Regions from separate parts of the Ovis aries genome. Here all the other regions are linked to region 2. A link is a contact called in public Hi-C data. All regions are on one chromosome and are shown on one strand. Each heading gives the region's core, a stretch centred on a gene start, on an enhancer-like site or on the middle of the called end of the contact. The rest is flanking DNA. Distances are from core to core; before and after follow the strand shown. Region 1 overlaps LOC121819390 (a long non-coding RNA gene). Region 2 holds the start of AHR (aryl hydrocarbon receptor). Region 3 has its middle 240 kb from the start of TRNAW-CCA.

Region 1 (4,002 bases), core at 982-3,481, 340 kb after region 2:
TTAGAACTGGACATGGATCAACAGACTGGTTCCAAATAGGAAAAGGAGTACGTCAAGGCTGTATATTGTCACCCTGCTTATTTAACTTACATGCAGAGTACATCATGAGAAATGCTGGACTGGAAGAAACACAAGCTGGAGTCAAGATTGCCGGGAGAAATATCAATAACCTCAGATATGCAGATAACACCACCCTTATGGCAGAAAGTGAAGAGGAACTAAAAAGCCTCTTGATGAAAGTGAAAGAGGAGAGTGAAAAAGTTGGCTTCAAGCTCAACATTCAAAAAACGAAGATCATGGCATCTGATCCCATCACGTCATGGGAAATAGATGGAGAAACAGTAGAAACAGTGTCAGACTTTATTTTGGGGGGCTCCAAAATCACTGCAGATGGTGACTGCAGCCATGAAATTAAAAAACGCTTACTCCTTGGAAGAAAAGTTATGACCAACCTAGATAGTATATTCAAAAGCAGAGACATTACTTTGCCGACTAAGGTCCACCTTGTCAAGGCTATGGTTTTTCCAGTGGTCATGCATGGATGTGAGAGTTGGACTGTGAAGAAGACTGAGCGCCGAAGAATTGATGCTTTTGAACGGTGGTGTTGGAGAAGACTCTTGAGAGTCCCTTGGACTGCAAGGAGATCCAACCAGTCCATTCTAAAGGAGATCAACCTGGGGATTTCTTTCGAAGGAATGATGCTAAAGCTGAAGCTCCAGTACTTTGGACACCTCATGCGAAGAGTTGACTCATTGGAAAAGACTGTGATGCTGGGAGAGATTGGGGGCAGGAGGAGAAAGGGATGACCCAGGATGAGATGGCTGCATGGCATCACCAACTCGATGGACGTGAGTCTGAGTGAACTCCGGGAGTTGGTGATGGACAGGGAGACCTGGTGTGCTGCAATTCATGGGGTCACAAGGAGTCGGATACGACTGAGCAACTGAACTGAACTGAACTGAAAGGATGGCCAGTGCTAGAACTTGGATCACAAATGATAACTAATAATTTTTCAGCTCTCAAGAAAAAAATATCACTTGCACAGACATATGCAAAAAGGAAAACAAAATTATTCTGTTTGGAATGAATGGTTCAGACTTTCCCCTTCCAAAGCCAAGTAGTAACTGAAATAGGATCTTGATTTTCAGGAACCAAAGTCTAAGACTCATTTAATTACATCTCCTTTTAGAACAGATTTTCTTTTTGACTTTTCTGTTTTGTATTTTCAATATATGGGAATGCAAACAATTGATCTATTTATTATGTACTGGCCAACACTTCATCTTTCTGCCAAATACACATTTAGAGAAATCTGAAGTGGTTTTAATGAAAATTTAAACCATTTGTGTTTACATATACCAATTTATGATTCCAAATCCTTTTCTTCCCCCAAAGTTAACATCCTAGAGTCCTAGAACCTGTACCAGGCATTTCCCCATCAAGTTGGGGTTGAAATACATCGGTTTTATTTGAAAAATATGTAACATAATTTGAGCCTCACTTGCCTCACCTGAAAGCGGGTCTCACTTACAGGTCTCCAAATACAGCACTTTTGTTCTCTGAGTTCAGGTTCATTTTCTTCTCATCAACATGTGAACCTTACTCTTTCTGATTACACCAAAATTGTCATACAAAACCTATACTCTGAACCAGATCTGAAATAAATTCACAACCACATCAAGTAACTGGTACCAGCTTAACACTCTCTTAACACTTAACACTCTCCAGGATTGAAGACTGACAGTAGAGTCTCCAGGGTTCTAACTAGAATTTTACCCTTCATATGAAATATTGGAGGGAGGATTCCTACTTCCTAGAAGCACTGATAAAAAAAACCTTCATGACGTAAAACTCAGACACTCCTTATTGCCAGCTACTTGCTACGTTTACCCCTCAAGTCTACAGTCCAACATATTAGGATTTTCGATCACAAAAAGAATCTTTTTGATTAACCCTGTCATTCAATTAACTCTAGGAGCAGAAATGACCTTATTTGTCCCTTTAAAAATGGAGGCAAGTGAAGGGCAAAAGGCACTTCTGACTGCAGTCATCCTCACTTTGGTGAAGACACAGGTTGAAAAGACTTCAGCATCAGCCCGCTGGTGGCGAGGAGAAGTCAAGTGAAGACAAACCCCCAATTCTCTGCCTGGAAGCTGCTGGCATCTCCCCCATCTAAGTGCTGAACAAACGAGCCTTTGTGTGCCCTCTCGATGGGGCCCTTTGAAGCTCTGGCATCCGGACTGGCAACTTTTCCTATCTGCCCATCTCAGAGCACAGGAGGATGGGAAATGAGAAGGGCAAGGACCAAGAGAAGCAGGCGGCACTGGCCTGGCTCCGAGCCCACTGGGTAAACATGCTCACTCCCTTCTCACACAGATAGCTTTTTCACAAATGAAAAGGGAGTGTCCAGCTTCATTTTGAATAAAGACGAGGAAATGACTCTCAGCTGTCCACACACAACAACCGACCACCACAGCATTACACTCAAGATAGACCGGGCTTTCTCTCCCAGACCAGAAGTATATGCTTCTTTTCAAGGATGTTTTTACTGCTGTGGTCTCCAGCATGCTGGGGATGGGCACATTCTAATGCAATCCATAGTCTCCACATTTTATAGAGAATACACAATCACAAACTCCTTCAGAACAAGAGCAGCTTCACTTTTCTGAATGCCTTTCTTAATCTAATTACACTGATGAAGGATGGGTGGCCTTTTGTTTTGAGTTTAGGATTATGAGTCTGAAACTCTGAGGTCCAGTTGGAGTTCCACACCTAACGTCTTGTGTGGGCCTTCACGAGCAATTATTTCCTGTCTTATTTTTCTGAACAATTAAAGGAGCTATGATGATGGCTGTGGGGAGGAGAGAAGATAGGCACACAGCTTTAAATACTTCCAGTTGATCCCAAGACAACAAGACTCTCAAGCGTCTACTCTCGACTTAGCAGTGGGCTAAGAGGAAAAATATAAAAGAAGAAAAATACAGGACCCCTGCTTTCAAGAAATTCCTAAAGCAAATGACATGATAAAACATAAGTACTTAAGGTAGACATAAGAATTAGCAAGGCAGTATCCAGTCAAATATGTTAACTGATTAACATTATAAATACTGTAAGAATTTGACAAAGAATACATCATTACTAGTGAGATTCTTCCTGATACAGAAGAGACTTCAGGTTAAACACCTGACCTAAAATAAGTTCCAAATATCTTTATCATGGTGAACATCAAGGTTTGCCAAAGTATGATCCGATTCTCCTTAGTGATTCAGGGACTTATTAAATTAAAAACACTTACTAAGACATAATTTGCTGAACTCCCAGTGAGATTACAGCAGCATTACCACATGATAAATGACTTTTAGGACACTGAGTCATTGCATCTGGTCCCCAGACTCCTAATGTCACCCAGAAGTGTTTTTTACCTATTGTTCCTTCATATTTCTGTCTTATGTTTACCAAATGGCAGCCCATGTTAAGGGGAATAAAAACTGAACTTGACCATGTGTACATTCATAATTCATCCAACAACAAAGGTCACTGAAAGTACCTTTACATGAAAAATGTAGCAACAACATTTCTCCTATTGTCTTATAACCTTCTTAGAAACCAACACACAGCCTCACTTTGTACAGCTTTGTGGCTTGTGAAAAGTCCTTTTCTTCCACAACTGTTAGGAGTTTGTCATATGCGCAGTGCTGCCATTCACATTATCTGACCCACGTTCTCATTTTCATCATAACAAACACATGCACAAGAAAACACACAAATCCTGGTTCCTATACCACGGGTCTAGACAAAATTAGAAAAATATCAATAAAAATAGAGATTGAGGCAATGCAGTCAACAACAAAGTTGAATGTCCTTTATGCTTTTAAATTAAATTTGACTTCCACTGGAAGCTTTTGTAATATATATTCAAGCTACTTGTATCTAAGCTTTGGCCTAGAAACTCTCTCCAGGTAGGAAGCTGGTTAGCTATAAGAACCTTCTTTGACTCCTGAC
Region 2 (4,271 bases), core at 426-2,925:
TTTGAAAAATGTGAAGTAAAATAACTCAAGGATAATAATTAGGAATAAACACATGAACATTGCCAACTCGAAAAAGTAAATCTGTGTTAAGCATGGATTTTTCTTTTTTTTTTCTGAAAAAAATTAAAGTATTTGCCATAATCACATAAATATCCCACCAAAACAAACAAACCTAAGTTTGTACTTTATCAGAATTGACCAAACTTTGAAGTAGAGGGAAAAGGGAATTAAGAGAATGATGCTAAGAATGAAAATGTCTGTTTCAATAATTCCATCTCCAAATTATTTGCAGACCCTAAAACCACTTCCAAAGTGATAAATCTCCCCCAAAAGATGACTTAAAATACAAATCTTCTACTGTATCCTGGCTACTACACTCACTCAAAGCTGCTATCACCTCTATACATTTTATTGATATGTTCACGCTGAGCGCTACAAAATTACTGCCAAATAAGTAAATAAGAGTATAACAGAAAGCCAGTTTCAGGGAACCAAAAAATACCTTCAGAGGCACTCAGCCCCTTTCTTGCACACAGCACGTGTTTAGCTATTTAAAGCATCTCGCCCTACCAGGAGTAAGAATGGTGACCGTCCTCTAACCTAACAGAGGAGGATATTAAATGTGAAAGGGGATTTCAAGACGGGCTTAGGTTAACTAATCCACCAGCCCCACAGGGCAGAGGAGAGCTGTTAACAAATTAGGACCACAGCACAGTGAACAGCGCTGCAAATGGCTGGAGGTGTGAAAGGGTGCTCTGGAGAAGGGGTTCGGGGGGGGGGGCAGAGAACGGGGGGCACAATTTTTAAAATGCAATCATTAATCACGGAAAAATCCAAGGCCTGGGGTTCTCGACCGGCCTCCAGATCTCGATTCCACAGACTGCACAGGGAAGGGACCTAATCCCCTGGCCTCGGGGATTTGGGGGCGGGGTGCGGCAGTGTCCCGCGCCTGAGCGCCCACCTCCCCACAGCACAGAGGACAGGCTCCGGAGACTCACGTTTTCTGCACCGGCTTCCGCCGCTTACGACTGGCGTAGGTGATGTTAGCGCTGCTGCTGTTCATGGTGCCTGGCTGGCTGCGGCTCCTCCCGGGCGCGGACGGCCCTGTCCCCGGGACCCGGCGGCAACTGGGACGGGGTTCCACTTAACCGCGGCTGCTCCACCTGCGCCCTCCCGGGGCGATGGCGGAGACACAGCACCCCAGGAGCCGCAGGGCTTCTGCAGCCCCGCACGTCCAGGTGCGCGGCCCGGGCCTGGCGCCGAGGGGCGAGGGGCGGAGACCGGGGAGGCTGGAGGCGCAGGTGCCGTCTGTACCAGCTGAGGCGGCGCCGCGCTGCCCGCAGGTGAGGCGGCGCGAATGGAGGAGGAGCCTGGGCTGTCTGTTTGAAATCCCGGCCTGGGTCGCTCGCTGTGGCGGCGCGCCCCGTGACCGTCGCTGCGGCCCCTTGGGTGAGGGAGGCGCCGCCGCGCTGCGCTGCTCCCGGGATTTCCCCGATCCCGGGTGCTTCCCGCCTGCGGAGCTCGGACTCCGGCCGCTGCTACGGGTGCCACCAGCTTCCGCTCGGCTATGCGGCTACCTCTGGTCTGAGCCGGTGGTCCCAGTCACGCTTTCAGAACCTAGCGTCAAGTGGACTCGCCCTGCGATGCCTCCCGCTGCTGCTTGCACCGGCTGAATAGCAGAAGCGCCCCCGACCCCTCTCCAGCCCCGCCCCGCCCCTCGTAGCCCCGCCCCATCCTACTTGGCCCCGCCCTCCGCTATATTTCCCTTGAGGGCCCCACCCTCCCGGCACGTGATGACGTAAGGCGTAATGACCCCCACCCTCTCCAGTAGCCATCTTCTTGAGGTCAAGGGGAGGAATCTGTGGACACATTTCCAGTCCATAAAGACATGTGACGACAAATTATGTGTAGCCAAAGTCTTTGTAATCAGACAACCTCAAGGAAAGAAATGCCAAGTAGTGAGCTTAAATTCACCTTTGCAAGAGACAGTGAGTCAGCCAACTTTTGGCTAAGCATTACAGTGAGCTGGCAGATAACCTGTGGAACTATAAATCTTCCTAGAGGAGAAGGCTTCAGGAGGCCACATCTCAGTTGAACTTGAAGGCTAGGCATTTTTCTTGTCTTTTTGTTTTGAGTTTGATTTTTGTCTCCGTACAAGACAGTATAGTATCTTTTCCCCAGGCAGAATAACTGTTACACTACAGTCAGATTTCAGGAAGGTGGGAAGGCAGGCAGCAGGAGGCATTTGAGAATAAGCAGTCTGGTATAGCTGGAGAGAGAGAAGCTGGAAGTGAAATCCAGGAATCTAGGGTCAAATCATAAAGCCTGATCAAGAGTCCACATATTATTCTGCAGTCAGTGGAAACCTTTGAATGATCCACAGCAGGCAAGAGACATTCTAGTGTTTTGGAAGTTTTAAATGACAGTGCAAGCTGGATTACAGGAGAAAAAGACTGGATGCCGAGAGAGTAGTTAGAGTTGTTGAAGTAGTCCAGGTGAAAGTCCAGGGAAGTGACAGTGGGATGGAGGGGAAAAAGAGCAGATAATAAGGAAATAGACAAACAAGAGAGAGCAATCTCAAGTACCTCCAACATTTCTGACTACTCCTGTGCCTTTACCCAGAAAAGTAAACACAGGAGTGTGTTTTGCTTGTCAGGAGAAGGGCAATCAGACTAAGAAGTCTAGATGAAATCTGGCACCATGTCCATTCCTACATTTCAAAATGTCATCAAGCCATTTCCATCCGGTGAGTTTGTTACCTCACATTCAGAACATCAATAAATTGAACATTGTTTTCTTTAGCTGAAACCTCACTGTCATATACTCAACCATTATCCTATCAACCCTATGAAATATCTTCAACTCTTCTACAACTTACATCTAAATATTCCAACAAATACTATTTAATTTTGTGTATTGCAACATCCCTAATTCATCTTCTGCCACGTTATTCTTCAATAATAACACAAAAAATGCCCAACTCAAATGCTTTATCATTTGAGATTCCTATCCAAATATGGCGTGCTTCCCTCCTAGCTCAGTTGGTATAGAATCTGCCTGCAAGGAGGGAGACCTGGGTTCGACTCCTGGGTGGGGAAGACCCCCTGAAGAAGGAAATGGCAACTCACTCCTGTATTCTTGCCTGGAAAATCACATGGACAGAGGAGCCTGGTGGGCCACAGTCCATGGGGTCACACAGAGTTGGACACAACTTGGCGACTAAACCACCACCATGCTCTCAAGGGATATTGTAATGGAGAAGCACATGATTAAGTATGGTCTCCTAGTAAAGAAAGTTGACATAGTCATTGAGACAAAGGTAGCTTTCCCAAAATCATGATGGTGGAGTTGAGGTCTGACGGATAAAGTCTTAGAAGAAAAGAGGGGAAGACACTGCAAGTCAATGAAACAGTACAAGCAACATCCCATTAGTGGAAGGAGCCTGGCAAATTTTATGAGGGACTAAAGCAAGTGCAAGATGAGCAGGGGAGACAGGCATGAATGATCAAATTTATTCTTCAAAATATCACCATATCTTCAGGGTGTAAAGGAGGTAGGAGCAGAATGCAATGGAAATGATATTCCATGGGAAGCCATTTACAGTAGCCCAGCCAATAGATGGTAATTATTGATACAGGGTGGAGGTGATAATATAGATGGAAAAAAGCAAATAGGTTCCATAGAATTCAAGGAGGTCCTAAAAGATGGAATGGATGGATATGTGACACTGAAGGAAGATGTGTCAAAAACAGTTTTTTGCACTATGCATCAGGCTATGTGAAGATGGCAGGTAATGGTGGGAAACTATTACCCACTCCAGTATTCTTGCCTAGAGAATCCTGCAGACAGAGGAGCCTGGTGGGCTGCTGTCCATGGGGTTGCACAGAGTCGGACACAACTGAAGTGACTTAGCATGCATGCATGCATTGGAGAAGGAAATGGCAACCCACTCCAGTGTTCTTGCCTGGAGAATCCCAGGGACGGGGGAGCCTGGTGGGCTGCTGTCTATGGGGTCGCAGAGTTGGACACTACTGAATCGACTTAGTAGCAGCAGCACTTATAGTTGAGGTAGCTCTGAGCTATCTAAGGTGTGTCAAGTAGGCCACAGGATATATAGGTTTGTAACTCAGAAATGTATGAGCTGGAGATATCAATTCAGAAGTCATCTGCATTTAAGTGACAAGAGATTACGTAGACTCTTGGGTGTGGATATATGCTAGAAAAGGAAGACAGGACTCAAAGGAACTTTAGTTTGTAATATCTAATAACTG
Region 3 (4,673 bases), core at 222-2,721, 270 kb before region 2:
GAATATTTTTCTGAACCTTGAACATGGACAAAAATATCTGTCTTTAAAAAAAAAATTTGGGGGGCTATGCTGTGCAGCATGTGGGATCTTAGTTCTGTGATCAGGGATGGAACTTGCACCCCTTGCACTGGGAGCATGGAGTCTTAACCACATAACTACCAGTGAAGTCCCAAATAGCCCACTTTTTCACTCAAGTCCTCCCTAAAACTAACTGATTAGCTGAAAGAAAAATATGGTAGAAAGTAAAATCTCCCCTGAGCCAACTACATGAGTTGGACTGCATAGTACAAAATTAGAAATAGCTTTGTTTTTCTCCTACCATTAAAAAAACACTTCTTTGACAGATATTCTTTCCTTTCTCACAGGTAGGAGATATTTTCTGGTGACTTTCAGTTACTTTTTAAAAGTATTAAAAGTACTTCCATATCCACTTTAAAGCCCTTCCCTTTCTCCTGGGCCTGATCCAGAAGGTTGGGGAAGGATGCAGCAAGTCTTCTGTGTTCCTTAGCTGATACCTTCCTGAAAAGACATCCTTCATCTTAGGGTTGGATGGAATAGAGGAGCAAGGTATAAAGAGGAAGAAAAGTCTTATTTACTTAGCAGGTGCTGTCTGGAAATCTTATTTGGCTGGCAAGTGCTCTCTGGCATGGCCGACATCTAATGCTGACTCTTCTATTAAAAATAGGGCAGCTGTGAGTTTTATGTTAATCTCCTGGGCATCCTGCCTCCCACCCCCATGTAGGACACTACATGGTCTCTTGCTGTGGAGATGTTCTGTTTGGTTGAACCATTTCATCTTGCTCACTTTGGCTGATCTAGTGGTACCCACCACTCTATAGCTTTGTCTGAAATGAGGTCATTCAGATGGGGCCAATTAAAGACAGTCTTGGGTAAATCTCCTTTGAGGTTACTCAACCTTGTGGACTTCTATACTCTTCCAGCTCTGGTAATTTAGGCCATTTTTTTAGAGGTTGATCACCCTCTCACTTGTATATCTTGGGACAGGATCACAAGTCTGTAGCTCATGAAGGCAGCTATATGAGTGTGTGTTGTACATGAGTATGTGTATCAGACTTCAGCAGTCTTCCTTTATATACTCAAATGCCCTAAAATGCATAATGTATGTGAGCTGAACACAACAGCATGCATGAAAACAATGTATGTGAGTGAAACAAGGCATAGACAAACAAGTTGGAGACATTTAAATTGTTTCCGTACAATATGAATCCCAAATAGTAATATTAAGTTTTCCCTGGACAAATATGGATGGAATAGTAGAGCAGGAAATTAAGATGACTAAGCATTTGATGAAGATGAGTTTGGAGACAAATGGTTGTGTTTTAAGACCCAGTTGAATCTGGGGTAAGGTATGATACTTCGTATGATCTGTATGATGCTACACCGAAGACACTAACCATCAGTCTGAGCACAGGGCTTCCTGATTACGGCAATGGAGTGTTTCAGTTTCGGAGAGTTGAGTATGTTTTTCTCTGAAACTGCCTGTAGATGTCACTACAGTAAATGACTCCTGTATCCTTGATTTGATGGTGGGGCAAAAAACCCCACAGAAAAGTGAAGTAAAACATGATATTTTGTAAAGTCCGTATATCTTATGATATTAACAGCGTCGAGGGCATGGCACCAACAACATTTCAATTCACAGTTTTGCAAACCATCCTTTCTATTTTACTGCTGTGACTTATCCTAAACAATGAAAGTATGTTTAGCAACAGTCTTCAGTTTAGAGCAGGGAGGGGAAATCCCTCCATTCTCTCTTCCCCCACAAACTCCTCTCTTTCAGGGCAGGAGGCACAATTCTCTCCCTTACCCTTAGAGATATTGTCCTCAAGCTGAGAATATTACTGCCTCATGAACGGAAAAGAATGATATAGGCATTGACTGTAAAAAGAGAAGGGATGTGGAGAAAACATTTAAAAAATATTCTTATGGCAACATATAATTCTATAAGCATTTAAATGGGCTTTTCCTTCTGTACTGACTTTAAAAACCACCTGTAAATTTTGGTCATCTCAAAAAGATAGCATTCCCCTCTACTTCCAGGGAAGGGAAAGTGAAAAGTGAAAGCATTAGTCACTCAGTCGTGTCCAACTCTTTGCAACCCCAAGAACTGTAGCCCCCCAGGCTCCTCTGTCCTTGCAATTCTCCAAGCAGTAATACTGGAGTGGATTGCCATTCCTTTTCCCAGGGGATATTTCCAACCCAGGGGAAAGCTAGTGCAAAATGATCTAGGGGCCTGGGAGAGTATTCAGTGATGTTACCCAAGAAGCCTTTGTCACCTGTATCTTGATACAGTGGAGGGATGTTTTTTGGCTGGGATCATATTCTGTGTGCCATTTTTCTTACCTGAATGCTACAGCATTTCATCATGGGATGGCCAAGACTGAGACCCACTGAAAGACAAATGCCCAGTAAAGAGGAATTTACACAGCTTCAGGGCTATGTTAATAGAATATGAACATATTTTCTTATGTTAACAAGAATTTTGTAGGCCTCCTTGGGAAAAGAATTTTCCTTCTCCTTGGGAAAAGAAACCTATGGTAATTAAAGTGAAGTCCAAGCAAATGAAAACATAGACCCTGAGAATAAGGCCTCTGAAAAAAAAAGTTATGTGTTAATGAAAGATAGCTCAGGGCGGAAAGACATGAAATACTGAGAATTACTAGTAGAATCTAGAAGAAAAAAATTGTAGACAGAACAGAGACTAATCTTGTAGTTTTTCTAGACTAAGTGTTATAGTACCTGCTCCATGAGAGGAAGAATTGATAAATTGGCCTTAAGACTCCATTATATATTTTTTATACTTTGTGATGAATAGGCATATGCAAATAGTAATACATAATCTTACATATTTAAGATATTAATAATATATTCAAATTCTCATTCTAAGTAAGGATTTAAGCCTTCTACCGATACAGTTTTTGTCCTTATAAAAGCCTGGGCAAAGAACTCTTTCTGGTATTATTACTTATACATATTTGAAGAGAATGGACCTTACTTGCATAGCGTGGTCATGACACTGGTGTCTAGACTGCAGAAAAATAAAGAGCATCCTTTGCAAAATTCTGCCTTAATGACACTTAATTATGCTTGGAATTTTTTTCTCTTCGATAATACCACAAAAGGAAAACGACCCCATTCAGTTGATATAGTAAAATTTTTTAAGTTATGCATTGAAGAGGTTTCTCAAAAAGTTAAACATAAGATTGTCGTATGGCTCAGTAATTCCAGTCCTAGGCGTATACTAATGAGAGCATATGTTTACACAAAAAACATGACTATGAATGTTTAAAGCAACATTATTTATGGTAACCCAAAGGTAGAAACAATTAGGACATGTAAGCGACCTAAATGGCCATCAGCAGAGGAATGGATAGAGATGTGGTACGTGCATACAGTGGAATATTGTTCTGCTAGAAATGGGATGAAATACTGCCATTTGCAGCAACATGGATGGACCTAGAAAGTGTCATACAGAGTGAAGTAAGTCAGAAAGAGAAAGGCAAATTCTGTATAATAAAATTTTTATGTGAAATTAGAAAAATGGTACAGATGAACTTATTTGCAAATAGTCACAGATGCAGAGAACAGACTTATGCTTACCAGAGGGGAAGGAAGGGTGGGATGAGATTGAGATTGACATATAAACGCTACTGTCTATAAAACAGATAACAATGAGCCTTAATGTGTAACAGAAAGAACTCTTACCTACTTAGTGCTCTGGAGTGACCTAGACGGGAAGGAAATCCAAAAAAGAGTAGATATATGTATATGTCTGATTCACTTTGCTGTGCAGCAGAAAAGAACAAAACATTATATATCGATATACTCCAATATCAATTAGTTTAAAAAAGAAGATTCCACCTCTCTTTTTCTTGCTGGGATAGAGAAAACCATTTGGGAGACACGTAATATACTGGGCTAGAAAGAAGGCTATGGTCTTTTATTAGTCACTCTGAAGAGGACCTTTTCCCTAGTGTAGCCTGATCAGTGAATACAAATGCGTCACTGTCCAAAGTAAATGAGTCACATTAAATTTTTGTGAGTGGAGCGTTCCTAAAATAGATGGTGGACTTAAACAATAACTCTTCAGGGTTTTGTGTGTATATGCATTGACAGTATATGGGAAACCAATTTCAATATTTCTGTGTTTGTATTGAGAGTATAGTTGTACCAAACTGTACGATCACTCAAAAAACTGCAAGTATAATTATTTTAAGGACAATAACTTTTTTAGCAGTGAGCAAGTTAAAATGGCTCCTGCGGTAACCTTCCACTCCCAAGCAATATGGATAGTTTACCTTCAGGTCAGGACGCTCCTGTCATCAGAGTTTACTCCAGTGGCTTTGAGTCTGAAGTGTGTTTATGAAAACCCAGTGGAGTTTTATAATTAGCAAAGCCCCAAGTACGCGCCCAGCTATATCATGTGACACTCAGGCTGCAGACTGTTTTCTCGTGGGTCTGGGTAGTTTCTTTGCTTTGTCTTGTGCTATTGCTCTTCTGGCTCAAGATGGATTTTGATGATTTGGCTTTTTCGATACTGGGCACCAAACACCATTGAATTGGCAACTATATCTGTGGTGACACTTTATTAATCTCACTTGATTGTTTATTTTACTTTACCCTTAGCATTTTAAAAAGTACACTTAAAAGAT

What was found. Hi-C and Micro-C count contacts between places; a contact is called where the count stands out from the background.
Region 1: a contact with region 2 is called in a Hi-C map of hypothalamus, with 3 times the contacts expected there. The contact joins the enhancer-like site here to the promoter of AHR in region 2. A contact is called at or near these places in 6 of 16 Hi-C or Micro-C datasets (blood, hypothalamus, liver and 2 more).
Region 3: a Hi-C map of hypothalamus shows a contact between it and region 2, with 3 times the contacts expected there. The contact joins the enhancer-like site here to the promoter of AHR in region 2. A contact is called at or near these places in 2 of 16 Hi-C or Micro-C datasets (hypothalamus and tail adipose tissue).

What each region holds. Positions count from the first base shown.
Region 1 is chr4:26,440,045-26,444,046 of ARS-UI_Ramb_v3.0, reverse strand. The region is part of intron 1 of LOC121819390 (a long non-coding RNA gene); the gene reads right to left. Among named protein-coding and RNA genes, the nearest start is that of AGR3, 98 kb to the right of the region's middle. Within about 2 kb of position 2,231, at least 11 of the 54 cell types and tissues checked have an H3K27ac peak or open chromatin away from gene starts, as enhancers often do. A contact at or near this core is called in hypothalamus, where this site is marked.
Region 2 is chr4:26,778,114-26,782,384 of ARS-UI_Ramb_v3.0, reverse strand. It overlaps AHR (aryl hydrocarbon receptor), which reads right to left and starts at 1,675. Exons shown (of 11, transcript XM_060414533.1): 1 at 999-1,675. The coding sequence starts at 1,063.
Region 3 is chr4:27,046,174-27,050,846 of ARS-UI_Ramb_v3.0, reverse strand. No RefSeq gene overlaps it. Among named protein-coding and RNA genes, the nearest start is that of TRNAW-CCA, 240 kb to the right of the region's middle. Within about 2 kb of position 1,471, at least 5 of the 54 cell types and tissues checked have an H3K27ac peak or open chromatin away from gene starts, as enhancers often do. A contact at or near this core is called in hypothalamus, where this site is marked.